Linked DNA regions of Mus musculus: region 2 is linked to region 1. A link is a contact called in public Hi-C data. All regions are on one chromosome and are shown on one strand. Each heading gives the region's core, a stretch centred on a gene start, on an enhancer-like site or on the middle of the called end of the contact. The rest is flanking DNA. Distances are from core to core; before and after follow the strand shown.

Region 1 (4,922 bases), core at 2,386-4,885:
ATTTGAACTCTGGACCTCCGGAAGAACAGTCGGGTGCTCTTACCCACTGAGCCATCTCACCAGCCCCATTCAGTGATTTTTAAACTGACAATCAACTGCAAAATGAAATATCAGCAGATGGAGCTTTCCAGGAGAAGGTCCAGTGTCCATAGGTATCCATGCATTCTTGGCTGAGGGTAGGGTGTCCATGTGGAAGATGATGCTATCTGAGGCATATTAGAGAGTTTGTGCAACAGGACTGAGGACAGAATGCAGAAAAGGTCACCAAGGACACAGAACCAGATTGAACCCTATCCTTGCTAGAAAGAAGCCATCACAATGCTTTGTTATATGCTGGGAACTCAGAAAAGGAACAGACAGTAAGGAAAAACACCAGACTTGGGGTGATTTAACTCAGTGGTTCAAGTGCTTGCTGTGGAAGCATTGTGACATGAGTTTGACCCCTTCAAACCATGGAGATGTGAAAGGAGAAGACCAACTCCATGAAGTTATCATCTGAACTTTCTGAGGTATTCCACATCTACTATACCCCCAAGTCACATATACACTCCCAAACAACAACAACAACAACAACAACAACAACAACAACAACAACTGTAAATAACTGGAACATGTCAGTGATTTTCAAAGTCATATTCCTGTTTGAGCATTATAAATAGATAGGGTTTTCTGTCTTCAAGATTAAACTTACACTAAGAATAATCATTAAGAAAAATTGATTGCAGAGAATGTTAGCTATAGCTCAGAAGTCATTAGCTCATTGTTTTGATATTATACCAAAATAATGTTCAGTTTAGTTTCCAAAACATTCTTGTTAATAGAATAGATCAAGCTAAGAATAAGCTAAGTCTACAAATTTTCCATCAACTGATTTTCACAAATGAGTAAGGGACACATAGTGAAAGGGTGGCCTTTTTAAGAAAGATGCTGTTGAAACTAGTTATCTACTTGCAGAAGGATGAAAACCTCATATTTCACCACATACAAAAACCTACATAAAATGAATTCAAAATGTACATGTCAGGTCCAAAACTATTTGAAACTATCAGAAGAACATAGGAGTTATGGTTAGGAGCTTTTTAGATAAGATTGAAAACACACACAACAAAAATAAAAGTAGATAAGAGGGATTACATCGAATTCAAAGGCTCTTGTACAAGAAACAAAGCAAGAGGCTGAAGACATAATCTATAACACAGAGGGAAATATCTCTGTATCTTTCAAGAGATCAATAGCCAGAATAAATAAGGAACACAACCTATAACATCTACAACAATTATACAACAGAAACCAACATATTGAAAATGGTTTTAAAAAAATCCTCAAAACAAAATATCTTTATTCTATCAATTTGCATTGAGATTTAGCTTAAATATAATCCTAATATTTTATTATAACCAAGATAGTTTACAAAATTACTGTTTTGTGGTACTAGACATTTCTGACAACATATACTACATATAGTGTCTTAATGTAAGATGGCTTCCTCTTGTATTCCATATAAAAGTGATGATTTCCATTCATCTCCAAAAAAATACAAAAAGAATATCATCAACATACTTACATATTCCATATTTCCTTTTATTTTAAATCCCATGTTTACTATTAGTAATCATGGAAGCTCTGCTGTATACAAAGGATGCTGGGAGCTGTGGTCTCTGTGAAAATGACAGACTCTGGGTCTGTTGCCTTTGCACTCTCACAGGGTATAAATAGAGCCAGTTAGTATATGAGTTGAAAGACACACTCTGAGTTTGACGCTTTCATTCAAGTATCTTAATGTGCCTTGGACTGTGTGCAAGTTGACAAGGAGCCAAAGCACCAAAGCAAAAAGAATATAGTCTGTTGAAAAACCAGTTTCAAGTCAGAACCTCTTTAGTGGACTGACTTTTGAATATATTCACTTTCTCTCTTTCTTTCTTTCTTTCTTTCTTTCTTTCTTTCTTTCTTTCTTTCTTTCTTTCTTTCTTTCTTTCTTTCTTTCTTTCTTTCTTTCTTTCTTTCTTTCTTTCTTTCTTTCTTCCTTCCTTCCTTCCTTCCTTCCTTCCTTCTCTTCTTCTTCTTCTTCTTCTTCTTCTTCTTCTTCTTCTTCTTCTTCTTCTTCTTCTTCTTCTCCTCCTCCTCCTCCTTCTCCTCCTCCCCCCCCCTCCTCCTCCTCCTCCTCCTCCTCCTCCTCCTCCTTCTTCTTCTTCTTCTTCTTCTTTTTCTTCTTCTTCTTCTTCTTCTTCTTCTATCTCCACTGTGGTTCAGATGAATACCTTTGAATAAAACATTGAGGAAAAGATTATTCTAAAAATTCCAAAGCCATTTTCAGACACATGTAATCCAAGTACCTGGGAGGGAGAGTGAGGAGAATTGTAGTTGAATCCAGGCTGGGCTATAGAAAAAACACTTTACCTCAAATAAGACAAAACAAACAATTAATAAAATAGGGATCAGTTTCTGCCTGCTTCTGCTTCCACATGACATTGGACACCTTGCTATAAATTTTATTGCTATGGAAATTAATAGCAGAATGTCTTCAGGTCCTACTCTGATAGCTCTGAAAACTTGGAGCGTGGGGGCAGGAGTAGAGGCAGGGGACTGCAAACTACTTAGATGTTGGATCTCAATTGATTTTTTACAGCTCTTATATTTATGAAAAGGCTGAGGATTGGTGGCATATAAGGGAGAAGATGATTTTACTTGTCTGGAAAATGCAAACATCTGCCTCTTTTCTCTGAATACCTTCTGATTTATGTGCCTGTACGAACTTGATAGCTATAAAACCAACTAGCAATGTAATATATTGGAATTATATTCTCCCTTTGCTTTAGGGAGCTCCAGAACCTAGGAAGTGAGTAATGATATTGCATGGATAGATGAACTTAATTCTTTCATCATCGAATTTTGTTTGTGACTGCATGGTAACAACTGCAACAATAGAGACTAAGCACGCACTGCTCGGAGCGATTCTGTTTCTTGTTCGCTTCAGGAAGAAGCAGCTATGTTCCATAATTTAAAGAATGCTTCTGTCCTCGCTCAACATCACCATGACTCAGCAATTTAACCTTGTGCAGTGGAAGCAGAAGAAAAGTAGGACATTTGGATTCTGGCTTAGTGGGGTATGGGTGTGGGGCTCCCTAACCAAGTCAATTCCATCTTGAAACTCAATGTCCCATCTTTTGAGAGCTACATATCTGAAGAATGGGTCCTATCCTGAGCATTTGTCTTGACAGTAGTGAGTCTTAGAGAGCCTTCACTCCTTCTGTTCATCTGATATCGTCATCCTCTCTCCCCTAGGGAAAGAATGTCCCTTATTTGTCCACATGCAGGGACTTCAGTGACCTGTGTTGAAGCTTTGGAAAACTCTTCTTAGCATTTTGATCTATTTCCCTCATTCATCTCTAAGGCCAGTGTTTTGTAAGGCCTGTTGGTGACTGTAAGTTCCGTTCCCACTGGAGCGGCTGTTGTCTCTTCCATTATCTCTGCCTGTCATTCTTTCCCTGGTCTCTGCTTTCCCATTCTGAGGCGGCTACTCTGGACTTTCTTTAGTTAAGCTATAATTGAAATCTGATTTCATAAGCCCATTACTGTGGCCAGATGACAGAAGAGCCTCTCGAAGGGCACACTTAATACAGGAAGTGAGGTTAATGATTCAGTAGGCGAAACTTCCTTGTGACTCACAGTGCCACCTAATAAAATGCCTTGCTCACAACGGAGACTTAGTAAATGTTTGTGGACTGATTGCTAGACTGCCGATAAAGCCCGAGAATAAGGAAAATGTCATGTAGAAATCACCTCTTTCAGTCCAGCAAACAGGGGTGCTGGAAATAAACCGGCACATCTGAAATGGAATGTAAGGGACTTGGACGTAGAACTGTCCCATCAATGGCTGTACTTTATACCCTCTGTGTCTTCTTTGTACCGTCATCTTTATTTATCTCTGAGATTCAATCTCCTTATATAGTTCAGGCTGGCCAGAACTAACAGTCACCCCCCTGCCCCCATCAGCTTCCTGAGTATTGAGATTACAGACTTTTTTACTTTAAAAACTTTGTATCCTGTTACTACATAGACTTAGCTGCTGCACAAGACATCTCAGATGGCTCTTTGGGACGAGGCGCAGTTAAAAGGAGAGAAAAAATAAAAAAGAGTAAACATTAGGAAGACAATATAAAAGTGTAGATTCCTAACTGTGCCTTTGCCAAATGTTTACACCAAATACAACCTGGATTGCAAGGTGGGTTTCACGTGGTTGATTACCAATGGTGCTGTAACTGGTGACAACTCATTCAGTCTATGACAGAGCCCACTCTGCTCACATGTGGTAAGTTCAATTATGCAGGCCCTTAGGATAGCTCGTGCCTGAAGCTCATGGCCTTGAGTAGCTTAGCAGTGGATTTTGCATTCCTACAAACTTAGGGACATCATAAAAATGTATATATATGTATGCAGCCACATCATTTTGCATATATTTAAGCAAGCTTATGTAATATTTCTGAGATTTTTTGTTTGTTTGTTTTGGTTTTTGGTTTTTCATGATAGGGTTTCTTTGTGTAGTCCTAGTTGTCCTGGAACTCACTTTTGTAGACCAGGCTTGCCTTGAACTCAGAAATCTGCCTGCCTCTGCCTCCCAAGTGCTGGGATTAAACCTCCACCCAGTTTGTTTCTGAGATTCTTTGTTGACACTTCATGGAATCATGAAGAAAAACAAATAAAAAACCCGAGAATCTCTGGCTAAGAGACTCTGTGCACATCTATTCTAGTATAGTCATTTGTCTTACTTTGTTCAGGAGAGGAGACCATGGTGTTAAATCTTTAAATCTATTTTGCACAACATCAGAGAAGCATTTTTCTTTAAAAATAAGTTTAAAACACCACAAGTTTCATTCTGTCAACATAATTTCATGCTAGAACTTGTGATTTTTTTTCTCACTTTA
Region 2 (5,011 bases), core at 527-3,026, 200 kb after region 1:
CTTTAATTAGATTATACTTTTTGATTTCAGAAACCCTCCCCCCCTCAGACACACACACACACACACACACACACACACACAGACAGACAGGAATTGGGCAGCCATTTTAGTCTAGACTATAATTGACCTCCTTCACGGTCTTTTTATCACTTCACAATGCATTTGAGACAAAGCAGAATTGTGATGTCATTGAATAAACCAAAGCAGCATTTGAAAAGGTTGGAGGCTGGGTTGCCTTCGTAGTATGTTCACTAGCTGTGATCGCAGCTCTCCAGAAGCTTCTAAGGCTATGAGATGGAGACCTCAAATGCAGATACACAGAACAGCACACACAAAGTCGTTTCTACCACCACATCTACCCATCAAAACAAAATGACAGTTCAAACGTGTTCTTGAGGCATGGCACTGTTTCTTTCATACATTTCCAAACCAAATGCAGCCGCAGCCGCAGCCAGACTCACGGGTCTTTGAAGATGCCAGAGTACTCTGTGCACAAATTCACCTTTCATGCAAAAAATTCCAAAACCCAGTCTACAAACATGCCCTTCATAAATCACCAAAGAGGCTCTTAGTTGCACTACTGCATGAATTAAAATTGTCAGGACTCTTTCCCTTTACAGAAGTCAGTCGGTCTCCTTTAAAGTTCTGAGAGCTGTCAGGTTTCTAGAGTTTGAACTCCAATAAAGAAACACGATTTTTCTTTGTATTTAGGGGTTTACAACAGAGTGTCAAGCTCCGACCTGTTTTGAAAGTCGCCTGAGCAGGTTGGGATTCTATTACTATAGTAACATAACAAGATAAAGGATCTTAAGGATAATTTTTTTTCCTAAGATTTTTCAAGAGATTTCTTCTTGCCATTTATGGCTTGAGAGAATTATCTTGTGTAAATTTATGTATTGTGAAATTATCTGTCATTGGAGTGTTTAATTTTTCATGCTTTTATAGTCTAGAATGCACCGTAAGTGCATTGAGCCAAATGAGGAGCCTTTGGGACACCTTTGCACCAGTGAACACTGTTGTGCTTTTGTGGGGTTTTGTGGAGTGTGCCAGTCTATCGCCAGACAGGGGGCAAACTATGTCAAATGTGGGGTGACTTCATTTGTACTCTGACGAAGAGCCATGTGATGTGCCAACCACTGAGAGGAAAAAACAAGGACCGTATTAACATATGTCTCTGCCATTAACCTTGAAAGCCACTATACTCACATCTTCCAGAGGATGGGGCACACTTCCTAGGTTATTGGACAAGTGTCCAATCCACCACAATTCAGTAGACACCAAATCTACCAGGCACCTTACAGAAAACTCAGCACAAGAGGCTCGGGGTGTGTGACATAAGAGAGGGACTACCATGGCATTATGCACCCACACACCCTTTACTTCTCTGAAGCCCTCAAACAGTTGGAAAGTACCCTCTAATCACATTACTGTCCCGGGTAACGTGAGTCATAAGGATAAGATGCCAAAGTTTTCCAAATCACTTTGCACCCTAATATATATAAATAAATCATGAAGTGGCTTAGAGTAATGGGAAGTTATGAGGAACTTTTTCTTCTAAACGTTTTAAAATGAGTCCCAAGCATTATCCAGCCAGAGACGGGAAAGGACGTTAATGTTTACAGGTTTGCATGCACGCACAGGTTCTGCTTGGTTCGCGGTGGCTCTTCCGTCCTCCCAGGGGCTGTCTGCTGAAGCATTCCCTGCTGCTGTGGGTGAGTCAGTCCTTTCGGTTGGATACAATTTGCAGCCCCATTATCCAGTCTAATCGCAGCAAAATGCAACCAGAAACATCCTCCCACCCCCACCCGCCAAGTTGCTGGCGCAGGCAAATGGGAAGCTTGCTCATGTTCATTTCGGTTGCCATGACATTTCCTCAATTACCTCACGGACCTGAATCACTCGTCCTCGACGCTGTTTTCATCCCGACTGTCTGGAAGACAGAGACTTGTTTTTGTTTGGAGGTACTCAAGAGAAAACCATAAGCGGGTCAAGATGCTATGGTTCTCTCGAACGTTGGACAGGCCCGGAATGCCCTTGGAAGCTTCAATCTACCTTAGGCTGACTGTGAGAGCCAGCTGGTCACATAAGCACTGGGATTTACTTATTTTCAAAAGAGGCATTCCTAGGCAGCACCCCCATTTTACAAATGTGAAAGAACACCTCTAAAGGTTAAATGTGGAGGAGTCATAACACATATAACTGAGAAGAATAATGGACGGTGCAGACTCCTGAGATGCGTGTGGGAAGGCATGGAGAGGCGTGCATCTCCTAAGGCCTTTCTTTCCCCTGTGTCTGTTTCAGATGCTCTGAAACGAGCTGTGTTTCTAAGTGTATCATGAAAAGGCATTAATCAAATCTGCAATATTTGTCTTTAGAAGGAGTTTTGGCACGATATTCTACCCTTTTTGATGATATGTTATAGTATACATTGAGGCAGCCCCCCCAACACATAAATAAATAAGAAATGTTAAAATGTAGCAATATTTGCTCACACAGCAAGGGATGAGGTATGGCTTTCAGTAAGAAGGGAAGAAATTATATAATTAGCCCTGACTGATAGCTCCATGACCAAGTCATTTTATAAAATTAGCCTTGGGAGGGAGGCATTAATGGAGACAGAAATGAAATCAATGATCACGATAATAATTGTCTATTTCTATTAAGAATGCATAGGAATAATATTTTAAATTCCCTATCTTCTAATCTCACTCCTACCAAGTCTTCCTACTGTGCGTGTTATTAAACATGTTCTGAGCAGAAGGGAAAGGCAAGAGAAACCTCTAACCATCTTTACTATGTCCAACCTCTAAAAAAGAGCCAGGCTGGTCTTTCCCAGAAGTGATGAGAGTGCATTATTTGAGACTGCACGGTCGGTTGTACAGCCTCTTCAAATAGGTCTGTCCTGCTAATATTTATGAAAGGCCACAGGTTCCTCTATCTGGAAGATCTTAGAGGAACCCTATTGTCTGAGCATACTGAAGCTTTCTTTCTCTGAGAAAATCTTGGCAATGGGAAACACATTTGCATATTTATTTATAACAACTGTCACACTTCTCTTTTCCCCCCTCTAAAGAAAATAAGTCTTTAATTTTCTATTGAACTTGTTCAGTTGACAGAAAATCTCTTATGCAGCAGCCTCATGCTTAAAACATGAAGCAGGAGCAAACTACCAACACTATATGGAAATCGTCTGGAAGAAAGCTCTTTTCTGGTTGGAGTCATTTACATTGGAAACACAAACATGATCTTATTGAAAGAAGTGCTGTATGAGCCGAATGGCTGAAAGAGATTTTAAGCTTCACCTCTTCGGAGTCCAGGGAATGTGGTAGGAAATCGAAATAGACACATGGTGATAATTTTAGAAGTGGGCTTGCATCCCAGTTGTGACAATTTTTTTTTCCATAGCATCTTCTAAGGTGATGTATTTTCTAATACCGGAGAATACTAGAAAGCTCATCTTAGAGAAATGCATTACACATTATCTGATGACGTTAGTGGCTCATAGGCTTATATGTACATATGCCTGTAACTTTGTGCTTTGCCTAAGGCCCCTCCCCCTCTTCATTCCGGACACTTTGAAGCCTTAGAATCAGTGAAGCCAGAAGCCCACAGCGACATCAGCAAGACCTCTTAACCCAATTCATCTTTGAGGAAGTTTGACTGTTCCTTCCCTCCTCTGGGCCCATCCCTGAGGTGTTGAAGAGACAAGAGAGAGAGACGTGGTGCTTGAAGCTAGCCTAAAAGACACATTTTAAGAGTGATCTGGGATTTTCACTTAAAACCATATCCTGCAAAATGGACTTAACTTTTGTGAATAGGTCCTGCCTTTTAGAACAGCCTGGAAGAGAAGAGAAAAAGACAGTGCTTTGGTGTTAATTTGCGTTCTGCGTAGAGACGGGGGGGGGGGGGTCTTTTCTATCTCCTTTTCTTTTCCCACCTCCCAAGCTGACCTATTCCTTCTGAGCCAATCAAGTGTCCTTTACTGAGCACCCTCTGTTGCAGTGTAAGGTACTCAGAGTTATACAAAGAAGTCCAAGACTTGGTGCTCCATTTCATGATGAGAGCTGTCAGAGTAATACGAAAATGGGCTAGAGCTGAGTTAAGGAACGGCAGTGAGCGAAGGAACCCAGGCCTGCTTACTGAAGGATGTTCTCAACAGGCAATGGCGGAAGGACCCAGTTCTCTAAAGGGACAATAGCGTTTTTTTCGAAGGCATCACAAAACTGGAGAGTAGTGAGGAGACCTATTTCACTCTTATTTCATATTTATAAATATGAATAATGAGTGAAACATTTCACTCTGGATTAATTGTATTAGCCATACAATTTCACTGAAAAGTAGTATATTATTGTGGATTAAAAATAAATAACCTGAAAAGCAAGCTATCTTTTCTTCCTCTTCTCACACTTTCTGAAATGTAAGTGTATCTTTTTTTTCCCTGACTGTAAAGATGTTAAGTATTCTAAACTTTGTTGTTGTTTGAGATAGGGTCTTGTATCGTCTATCCTGACTTGAAATTCACTCGATAGCTTAAGCTAGCCCTAAACTCCTAGTACTTCTGCTACAGCTTCACAAGCTCGGGAGTTACAGGTATGCCAGCCAACACCACCCCCACCCACCCTCTAAACTGTTTTAAACGTCATTAAGGAGAGTGTGAGTGCCAGTATGTAATCTTAACTAAACGGATTAACTAAACAAAACAGACCTGCTATTTGGTAATTTATTGCTCCAAATTTTAATACCATGATGAAAAAGGAAATATACATATTCTTAATTATGTCAAAATAAACTACTTTAAAAGCACTTTAAGCTTCTCAGGTATGTAAAGATGCACGCAGGGACTTATGATGTAGCTTAAATGTGGCGTCATAAGGTCTGTCATGTACCCACATGTCTATTTGTTAGCACAGCCTTGGTTTAGTAAAACCACTGTGTTTTTCTTCTGGTCAGAAACCAGACTTTTGTGTAGGAATGATTCCTAAGCAAATAAAAAGCCTAGCTTCCTTAAACT

What was found. Hi-C and Micro-C count contacts between places; a contact is called where the count stands out from the background.
Region 2: a contact with region 1 is called in a Hi-C map of the N1E-115 cell line, with 4 times the contacts expected there. The contact joins two enhancer-like sites. A contact is called at or near these places in 4 of 484 Hi-C or Micro-C datasets (the C2C12 cell line, the N1E-115 cell line, muscle stem cells and 1 more).

Annotation. Positions count from the first base shown.
Region 1 is chr14:99,545,121-99,550,042 of GRCm38.p6, forward strand. All of the region lies in intron 1 of Gm41230 (predicted gene, 41230), which reads left to right. Among named protein-coding and RNA genes, the nearest start is that of Gm41230, 26 kb to the left of the region's middle. Within about 2 kb of position 3,636, at least 72 of the 459 cell types and tissues checked have an H3K27ac peak or open chromatin away from gene starts, as enhancers often do. A contact at or near this core is called in the N1E-115 cell line, where this site is marked.
Region 2 is chr14:99,746,580-99,751,590 of GRCm38.p6, forward strand. No RefSeq gene overlaps it. Among named protein-coding and RNA genes, the nearest start is that of Gm22970, 25 kb to the right of the region's middle. Within about 2 kb of position 1,777, at least 48 of the 459 cell types and tissues checked have an H3K27ac peak or open chromatin away from gene starts, as enhancers often do. A contact at or near this core is called in the N1E-115 cell line, where this site is marked.